2 separate regions of the Mus musculus genome follow, and region 1 is linked to region 2. A link is a contact called in public HiCAR-type data. All regions are on one chromosome and are shown on one strand. The core of a region is the stretch at or near the end of the contact, and the rest is flanking DNA. Distances in the headings are between cores, read along the strand shown. Region 1 holds the start of Gnas (GNAS (guanine nucleotide binding protein, alpha stimulating) complex locus). Region 2 overlaps Pmepa1 (prostate transmembrane protein, androgen induced 1).

Region 1 (4,955 bases), core at 1,378-3,877, 1.1 Mb after region 2:
TCTGTGTAGTGAGTTAGCCTACCGCCATCATGAGCCCAAGGGATGGTCCATGGGGGTCCCTGACCTTCCCACCTTGCCTTGGCGATTTAGGGCATCAAAAAGCTTGGCCCCCAAGGCACTCACGGCGACCGTGGCCTTCTAGGCCTGGCCGCCATACGCCCGCCCGCCAACCGCTTCCAACCAACCCAGCAAGCACAACCTCTTTGGGCGTTCCAACGCGGCGCCCCCTATTGGACCTCCCACCCATATCCGGTTTCCGGTCCGAAGCCCCCTGCTCATTCGCCAGGCATCCTTGATTGGCGTGACCCCAGCCCAATAGCTGACCTGTCGCTGGGGTCGGAGGGGAGTGGGCTAGTGGTTGAGACCCAGTTGGCCTATTCGGTGTATGTTCAAACCGTTTCGCCATTTTGAGTGTGTGTGTGTGTATATGTGGGGGAGGGTAGTTGGCCAAACTTTGGACCAAAGTTCAAAGTGTCCGGCATGCAGTGTGTTCAGCCGTAGAGTTGAGGTGACACGCCTTCGGCAGGTCGCAGGCATTCTCTGGGGGTTCACTTTGTCTGCTTTCTTCTACTCAGGGTGACCACGTGGACGCTGTAGGCAAGGGGCTGTAGTGTGCCGAGCCTGTAGTGAGAAGAGGGACATGTTAGACTTCAGAGAATTAAATCTGCCGCGGCACACAGCATGCATCTTGCAATATACCCATCTGCATGGTGCATAATTGCCGCAGCCTGCTTTATGTACCACTTCATACTCTCTTTTCTCAGGGTCCTGCAGGCCAGACCTGCCCACTGCCTAGCTGTATTGCAACAAAAGACAATGCCTCGCGCCATCGCCATTACCTACTGGCAAAATGTCCGCGGTGTGCGCGTGCCGCGGGCGCGCGGCAAAACAAAAAAAAACAGAACCCCAAAGGCAAACAATTAACAAAAAAACCCTGCCCAGGAATAATCTGCAGATCCCAGACCTAAAGCATTTTATGATTATTCGCTGAGCCCACCGGGCAATGTGACTGTATAAACTCCTGCAGCTCTGAGCCCACCCCGGCACCGCAAGGGGCGCGCAGCCGCAGGCTTTGTGACCGCGCTTAATTTCGCCTGGGTGGACTGTTGCAGTTCAACGTATAGCAAATGCTCTATGGTGCTCACAACAGAAGGAGGAGGGGATAAAAGGGGGCTGGAGAAGGGCTTGAGAGAGGAAATGAACACGGAATCCGCAGCTGGCGCTGGTGGCTGGAAGATGCGAGTCTCGGCAGCTGTTGCCACCATGGCACGGTTGGTCGGTGGGTTAAGTGCATTTCAGGTTTTCTAGTCTGCGAGACCACCCTAAATGGGCCATCAACTACACCCCAAATCTCCTTTTGCCTTTACCCAGAAGACAGAAGTACAAGACCTGAGCTAGGTGGGGGGTCTTCCGGTAAGCCTTAAGCCCCCTCCCCTATTTGCACGAAAGCGGCAAACATGAATAACTCCTAAGGGGGCTTTGCTTGATTTTCTGCAGTGCACTGCTGAGACCTTTATTTCTACTGCATCACCGTCCATATAAACAGAGCAAGCCCTGACTACAACACACTATACCACTGTTGAGAGCTCCGAGGTGTAATGGGGATGGGGGACATTGAAGGGATTTGCTGGAGCCATCCCCAACAAACAGCAAACATAAACATTAAAAAAAGAAAAAAAAAGGAAAAAAAAGAAATAAAGAAAAGTACCCTAGAGCATTTACGAAACAAATTGCGTGTTTACATTCGGCACTTCCTCACCCTGTCTCTACCCTTCCGGTGGGCTCACGACCACCTGTCGCATTTGTGTGTGTGTGTGCCTCTACCCCTTTCCTTGTATCCTAAAGCCTCCATTTCCTGACTTGGAGATGAGTATGGGTAATTGCCTGAGTGTGGGGTCCTTAGATAAGGAATTTACCGCATACTGGGGTAATCTGGGGTGATAAAGCCCTCCTGCAGTCCCTCCTCCCCTCGAGAAGAATCAGATGGGGAGGGAGGCTTTCAGCGTCTGTACTCTAACAGACCAATGCCCACGTCTTGCGTCACGTGTCCCAGCAACGCAAGAGAGCTCGCTCGCTCTCTGGCCAGGGAAAAAGCGAGCTAGAGAGACTCGGAATCAGTCCGGGAGAGGAGAGGACGGAGCCGAACGTCCCTACAAGGCCTCCGCTCATCAGCCCCCTTACCCAAAGTCGGGAGCAGCCGGCACCGGGAGCCAGCTCCCGGAGCCGGCTCAGCACTGAGACCTGCGTCCTCTGGCGGCAGAGAAAGAGTTCTATTTACGATTTTCGAGACGAATCGGCACGCTCTTAAATGCCAAGAAGGCGGAGCTAAAGTACAGCAAAGTACGAAGAGAGAACAGAAAAGTTCCTAAAGTTGTTGGCCGACCACAGCCCGAAGGGGTAAGTGTAACTAGGAAGGTGACAGACTTCACCAGCAAGAGATGACTCACTTCAGCCATGGTCCTGGGTTCTAGCCCCTGATTATCTATCCTTACAAAGTTTGGAAACTGAGGCTGGAGAACTTTCCAACAAAAATTTGAATTTTTTAAAAAAAAATTTTTTTTCACCCTAGTTTGGCTGGGTGCTCCGTCTTACGGGGCCCCAAATTTATTTTGAAAAGTCGCCACCGTGTTATGGGCATGTTCAACTGCCTCCACGGCAATAATATGTCAGGACAACACGATATCCCCCCTGAAGTCGGGGAGCAGCCCGAGCAAGAACCTTTGGAAGCCCCAGGGGCAGCTGCCCCCGGTGCTGGGGCTGGCCCAGCCGAAGAAATGGCGACCGAACCGGACTCCGAACCGTCTAACAATGAGCCCGTCCCCGACGAGACTGGCAGTGAGATCAGTGGACCCCCAGAAGACTCCAAATCTGACATCCAAAGCCCCTGCCAGGCCTTCGAGGAAGTCCGAGTGGGTGGAGACTACAGCCCACCTCCGGAGGAAGCCATGCCATTCGAGACACAACAGCCCAGCCTGGGAGATTTCTGGCCCACCCTGGAGCAGCCAGGACCATCTGGGACCCCATCAGGCCTCCAAGCCTTCAACCCAGCGATTTTGGAGCCCGGGACCCCCACTGGCGCGAGCCCAGGCCTGGGAGCCTATACCCCCCCACCAGAAGAAGCTATGCCATTTGAGTTCAACGAGCCTGCCCAGGGAGACCATAGCCAGCCTCCCTTGCAAGTCCCAGACCTTGCGCCAGGAGGTCCGGAAGCATTGGTCCCCAGAGCTCTTCCCGCGGAGCCCGGGAACATCAGATTTGAAAACGCTGGCTTCCGAGAAGACTACAGCCCTCCCCCTGAAGAATCTGTGCCATTTCAGGTCGGTGGAGAAGAATTCGGGGGCGATAGCCCACCCCCAGGACTCCCGCGAGTCATCCCACAAATCGGCATTGGCGGCGAGTTCCCGACAGTCGCGGTCCCGAGTGCGCTCTGCCTCGCTCCCGCCGAGAACGCGCCTCCCCTCTGGGTCCGAGGCGCCATTGACAGACCATTCCGCGAGGCTGTCAGATCTCCTCCTAACTTCGCATGCGACAGCCCCCCGATGGAGATCACCAGACCCCTGCTTGAGATTGGCAGAGCCTCCATTGGGGTCGACGACGACACCGCTGTCAATATGGACAGCCCCCCAATCGCAAGTGATGGCCCGCCCATCGAAGTCTCGGGAGCCCCAGATAAGAGCGAGTGCGCAGAGAGACCCCCAGTTGAGCGAGAAGCAGCCGAGATGGAAGGAAGCCCTACCACCGCCACTGCGGTGGAAGGAAAAGTCCCCTCTCCGGAGAGAGGGGACGGATCTTCCACCCAGCCTGAAGCAATGGATGCCAAGCCAGCCCCTGCTGCCCAAGCCGTCTCTACCGGATCTGATGCTGGAGCTCCTACGGATTCCGCGATGCTCACAGATAGCCAGAGCGATGCCGGAGAAGACGGGACAGCCCCAGGAACGCCTTCAGATCTCCAGTCGGATCCTGAAGAACTCGAAGAAGCCCCAGCTGTCCGCGCCGATCCTGACGGAGGGGCAGCCCCAGTCGCCCCAGCCACTCCTGCCGAGTCCGAGTCTGAAGGCAGCAGAGATCCAGCCGCCGAGCCAGCCTCCGAGGCAGTCCCTGCCACCACGGCCGAGTCTGCCTCCGGGGCAGCCCCTGTCACCCAGGTGGAGCCCGCAGCCGCGGCAGTCTCTGCCACCCTGGCGGAGCCTGCCGCCCGGGCAGCCCCTATCACCCCCAAGGAGCCCACTACCCGGGCAGTCCCCTCTGCTAGAGCCCATCCGGCCGCTGGAGCAGTCCCTGGCGCCCCAGCAATGTCAGCCTCTGCTAGGGCAGCTGCCGCTAGGGCAGCCTATGCAGGTCCACTGGTCTGGGGAGCCAGGTCACTCTCAGCTACTCCCGCCGCTCGGGCATCCCTTCCTGCCCGCGCAGCAGCTGCCGCCCGGGCAGCCTCTGCTGCCCGCGCAGTCGCTGCTGGCCGGTCAGCCTCTGCCGCCCCCAGCAGGGCCCATCTTAGACCCCCCAGCCCCGAGATCCAGGTTGCTGACCCGCCTACTCCGCGGCCTCCTCCGCGGCCGACTGCCTGGCCTGACAAGTACGAGCGGGGCCGAAGCTGCTGCAGGTACGAGGCATCGTCTGGCATCTGCGAGATCGAGTCCTCCAGTGATGAGTCGGAAGAAGGGGCCACCGGCTGCTTCCAGTGGCTTCTGCGGCGAAACCGCCGCCCTGGCCTGCCCCGGAGCCACACGGTCGGGAGCAACCCAGTCCGCAACTTCTTCACCCGAGCCTTCGGAAGCTGCTTCGGTCTATCCGAGTGTACCCGATCACGATCCCTCAGCCCCGGGAAGGCCAAGGATCCTATGGAGGAGAGGCGCAAACAGATGCGCAAAGAAGCCATTGAGATGCGAGAGCAGAAGCGCGCAGATAAGAAACGCAGCAAGCTCATCGACAAGCAACTGGAGGAGGAGAAGATGGAC
Region 2 (4,982 bases), core at 67-2,566:
CAATCTGCATGCATGGATGCAGAGAACAATCTCACATTGACAGGTCTGTCCTCGAGGCCCTGGCTGTGCCACACTCACCTGAGCACCACTGACCTGCCCAGGCCCGGGAACACAGGGACTCAAATTTCACGCCCCTGCACCCAGCTGGCCTTGCTTCGGTTAAACTCGCGTGGACATAGAGTCAGTGAACTAGAATCTTCCCACAGCTATTGACAACATTGAGTGTAATGGGCGGGAGCAGGGGTCACTGTCATTTCAGGGTTGTCCCCGCAGCTCTCCAGGACAGGCCTTTGCCTTGTGAGAGTCCGAGACTTAGAGGGGGGCATCGTGATTTGTCCTGGGTCACACAGTTTAATGGAGAGGGATGAACGTTCCCTCCACAGGGGTCACAGGGGCCTGTCGATGCAGCCCTACACTCTACCAGTGGTAAGGCAAGGCACATTGATGATGGCAGGAAGCGGCCTCACTGGGGTCACTCTCAGGACAGCCTCTCCCGTCTTTCCCACCCTTGGTCTCTAGATGCGGCAGCAGGAGGGCATTGGCCCCTGACTTACTGCATGGAAAGTCCAGGTCACAGTAACACATGTTCCCAGGATGACCTCACACGTCCTCAAGATGACCTGCTGACCCAGGCGGCACCTGTTCCATCCTCTTGCGTAGGACTCAGAACCCGAGGAAGGGCACAGGCTAGCCCTTTCTGGCTGTTTGACAGTTTGGTAATAAGGAGGGTACTCTGGGAGAAGTGTTGGCTATATATGGCTAACCATCAAGGGGGCCTGGTGCCACCTACAGGTAGAGGTGTGGCTAGGCTGCTGGCCTCAGAGACTCAGGAGATAGAGCCACAAAGCGCATGGGTGGGTTTCCGGAGTCTGTGGGTCCCTCCCTCCCAGAGGCTGCTCTGGTCTGTCTGCTTAGGTCCGTCTGGGGCGTAAGCCCATGGGGCTCTCCCCACACCACCAACTATCTGTGTCTCTTCCTTTGCATTCACCTTGCAAAGCCAACCCCAGAAGCAAGTACAGCCTCCCAGCTGCCAGCAACTAAGCCTCCTTCACTTCTGGCCCCTGCTGCTGCTTCCCTTCCAGGGAACTCCCCAAGAGCGATTCTCCATCCCAGGTAGGGCAAGGCACTGATTAGGGTCTCCATGGAAAGGGTGGAAGCCACAGAGAAGTCTTTGTTCTGAGTTCTGAGATGAGGGTGGGGGGTGGGGGTGGGGGTTGGGCTGTGTATGTGGTGAGCAGGGCTGGCAGGTGGCCCTGCTCTAGGTTGGAATGCAGACACAGGTACCACCCACTCCAGGGACTGTGGGCAGCCATTCTGCCCATTGTCCTAGGAAGTTCACAGGGAGCCATGGTATCAGCCTCTTGTAGTTGCTAGGACTCCTATTGTGTCCCAACACCAGCTGATAAACAGTAGGTGCATAATAAATGGAGGCCAGCATTAGATTACAAAGCCAGAAGCTTCACTGACCCAGAGGGGACCTGCGGTGGGTGGCTAGTACAGGACAGGGGAATTCAGCTTACAGGGCAGGGGCTGGCATGCAGAGTAAGGAAGAAAACGTGACAGAAAGCAAGAACGGGAACCTTCCATCTCAGGACAGACCACTGGGGCTCAGCAATGGCCACAGATGCTGAAGGGGCCCTTCATGAACTCAGGACTGAGCTGTGGTGCAATCACAAGGAGACTCCACACCACAATTCATTCCCACCCTTGGAGTTGTGGCTTAGGGACCTAGAGGGCAGAGGCAGGTGGTGGAGACCTGTTAAAAATCAAAGGGTTTATCTACCCACCTTTGTCACCTCCTTTCTCTGTTGAGCCTCCCACCTCCTGTCCCTCCCCTACTGTTTTGACCCCAGCACAGCAAGGATTTTTAATAACCATGGGACTGTTGATGGTTCCCCACAGCACATCAGACCCTGGGAGACTTCCCTCTCCCTCCTCTTCACTACACTTCACAGACCCTGCATGGCTCACACCGGCTCACACCAGTAAACACAGGCTCACACCGGCTCACACCTTCCAGCCCTGCTGGTCTGGTTATTAACCCCACTCTGGGATCTTTGTAAGTGGCTTTCCTGCTATGAGCACCTCATGGGCTCTCCCACCCCAGCTACACCCCTCTTAATCAGTGGGAGTCTGTTTTGCTTAGGAAGGACTTCACAAAGGCTATTCTGAAGTTTCTCTAGCTCTGACCTTCCTGCTTCCTGGTAGAGATGGCAGCTGCATCTCCTGTCTTGCAGAAAGCCTGCTAAATAGCCAGAGAGAGCAGCCAGTGCAATGGGAGCTTCAGGCAAAACAGCTCACCAGGAGACAGCCAAGAGAACCACCATTATCCACTCTCCAGCCTGGTAGCTGGTGTTTGCATATTGCCGGTTAGGAAGCACTTGAGAGGGACCCTGTATACAGTGCCGGGCACTGAGGTCCCACAGAGCATCACTTGACATTTGAATGGTTCCACCTCCAAGACCCAGAAGGGCAGGAATGGGTGAGGGCGCAGTGGGGGAGTTAATGAGAAGCTAAGGGTCTTGTAAAAGCTGAAACTCAGACTCCTGGGCATTGATCCACCAAAGCAGTGGCTTCCATTCACCCCAAACCTTGGGCCCAGTATTCACAGAAGCTTTATTGGACAGCCAACATCTTAGTCACAGGCTAAGTACCTTTCATCATGAAGGGTCAGATCAGATGAGCACCCTACAGTCACACCCTGGAATACTACTCAGCAATGAAAAGGAATCAGCTACAGCTCTGCCCAGTAACCTGGGTACATCTTCAGGGAATTACTCGGAGTGAGAGGAAAAAAAAAAAAAAGCAATCTCAGAAAGCTATACACCGTATGATCCCATTTATATAACATCCTTGAAATGACAAAATTATAGAGATGGAGAGCAGATTAGACGTTGTCAGGAGAGGAGGAGGCGTATGTGGCTATAAAGGGAAGGACGTGGAGTCTCTGGGATGGGACTGTTGTGGGGCTCGATTGTGGTGGTTACACAAATCTACATGAGATTAAAGGGCACAGCAGGGACAGCACAGCAGGGACAGCACAGCAGGGACAGGCACATGCGGAAGGTCAGCTGCTCAGTGGAGAGCTGGAATGGTGGTCCTCTGGCCTTAGTGTGATAGCCACAGAGGGTGCAGGAAGGTTAAAGCTATGGTCCTCAAATTGCCATCTCCAATGAAGACTTTAGGGTTTTCCCCACTAAGTGAATGGTCTGGGAAGGCACCATCCCTTTTTGGCACTAGGACCACCCTGCAGAGGGTATCCCCAGCAATCATCCCTGGGGCACAACCCAGCCAACCTCCAGGATGGCAGGGAGCTACAGGGGAACAAATGGCTAACAGAAGCTCCACTCCCTCCACCCTAGCCTCTCCTCTCTGTCCCAGCCTCTCCCCATCTCCGGCCTCTTCCTCCTCTGTACCCCAGCCTCCCCCTCTCTTTCCATCCCAGCCTCCCCCGCTCCCCTCCCAGCACCTGCCATCTGGCTGCTGTAGGCAACCACATGGAACCAGCCCTCAGCTGCCACCCTTCAACTTGAAGTCTGGCTCCCAGGGTTGAAGATTTAATTCTAAACACAACGTTTAAGATTCAGAAAAGAAGAGAGGGAATTCCAAGCCACCTGAGGGTGGTGGCTCCTGTTGTCTCTGCCATGGCAGATAGCATTAGGGCTTGAACCTCATTCCTAAAGACGAACAAGAACCTGGGAGAAGAGTGTGGGCTTCCCTAAGCCATGGTAGCCTGGCTGCAACCAAGCATTGGCCAAAGTTCAGCATCAATGTATCAGCGAGCACTGCCAAGGCTCAGCATCAATGTATCAGCAAGCACTGCCAAGGCTCAGCATCAATGAATGTATCAGTCATGCAAAGGATTTCACATGTGTCCAGTGTCCGGGCCCTGTAAGCTGCAACAGTTATAGCACAGAAAAATGTATAAAGTGGCTCTATAAACTGTTAGTGTAACCCCTGCACAAGCAAAGCTGCCGAAGTGACTCAGAGCACACTTGTACTCCCCAGGGACAGATCCTCCACCAGTTTCCAAGGTATCGCCTCAAGGCAGGCTCCAATTGTGAGTGAGCACTGAGAGACAGCCTCTCTGAGCTGGTGAAAGATGTGGGCGGATGGGGAAGAGAATAAGCTCAAGACTGGAAGTGCAAATGTCCTGAGGCAGGAACAGCGGCCTCACGCACGGAAAAGAAAGCAGTTACTCCTGTGCCCGGGACAAGGAGACAGCTACTTAGGGGCTGGGCAGATAGCACTAGGGCTTGCTGGAAGGGAGGGGTGACCCCGTGTGCAGTTAAAGTACAGGCAGCACATACAGTGGAGCTGGAAAATGATTCAGGTAGAACCCTGCAAGGTGAGCTTGAGTCTAGCTTACAGATCAGCACTGCCAGAAGTCCCAAAGCCAAAGCCACTCCACTCAAGTGCCTGCTGCAGCCTGGCTGGGCCCCACCAGGCTCCCCCTCCTAGACCTCAAGTGTCAGAGGAAATGCTGTGACCAGCTGGCTTTAGGCAGCTCCAAAGTCCTTCAGTGACCCTGGGTAAAAACACACATCCTCTATGCCTGGGGCCTCTGGGGCCAGAGGCATCAAGAGAGGCCAGAGAAGGGGAGCCAGGAGCTCAGTGAACAGAGCTGGAGGCTGGCTAAGGGATGGCCTCGCTGGTACCCACGCTCAGGCTCAGGCTCCTCACAGAACCTTGCTCACACCAGGGAACCCAGGAGGGCCTTCTGCTCATCTACATCACTACAAGACGCTGCATCCGGGGAGTCTGTAGGCAGCTCCTCTTTATGACCTGTGCTGGGCAGACAGGGACCAGGTGGGCAGGTGTCAAACACTCCACCTGCACCTAGGGACTGCCTCAGACAAATGTGAAGTTTGTGTGCTTTTTAAGACACTCCCTGAGCGCTTTATAAGGGAAGGACCTCTCTAGCCGACACCGGCTGTGTCTTGGACACACACGGTCACAGCAAGAGTATTAAGAGACTCCCT

What was found. HiCAR-type assays count read pairs that join an accessible place to other places.
Region 1: a contact with region 2 is called in a HiCAR-type map of embryonic stem cells, with 4 times the contacts expected there. The contact joins the promoter of Gnas here to the enhancer-like site in region 2. A contact is called at or near these places in 4 of 39 promoter capture datasets (the 3T3-L1 cell line, hippocampal neurons, liver and 1 more), 2 of 484 Hi-C or Micro-C datasets (cerebellum and embryonic stem cells) and 6 of 115 datasets of contacts at active chromatin or transcription factors (astrocytes, embryonic forebrain, embryonic stem cells and 3 more).

The regions. Positions count from the first base shown.
Region 1 is chr2:174,295,232-174,300,186 of GRCm38.p6, forward strand. It overlaps Gnas (GNAS (guanine nucleotide binding protein, alpha stimulating) complex locus), which reads left to right and starts at 2,628. Exons shown (of 12, transcript NM_010309.4): 1 at 2,628-4,955. The coding sequence starts at 2,631. It also overlaps Gnasas1.
Region 2 is chr2:173,246,110-173,251,091 of GRCm38.p6, forward strand. The region is part of intron 1 of Pmepa1 (prostate transmembrane protein, androgen induced 1); the gene reads right to left. Among named protein-coding and RNA genes, the nearest start is that of Pmepa1, 28 kb to the right of the region's middle. Within about 2 kb of position 1,317, at least 37 of the 459 cell types and tissues checked have an H3K27ac peak or open chromatin away from gene starts, as enhancers often do. A contact at or near this core is called in embryonic stem cells and epiblast stem cells, where this site is marked.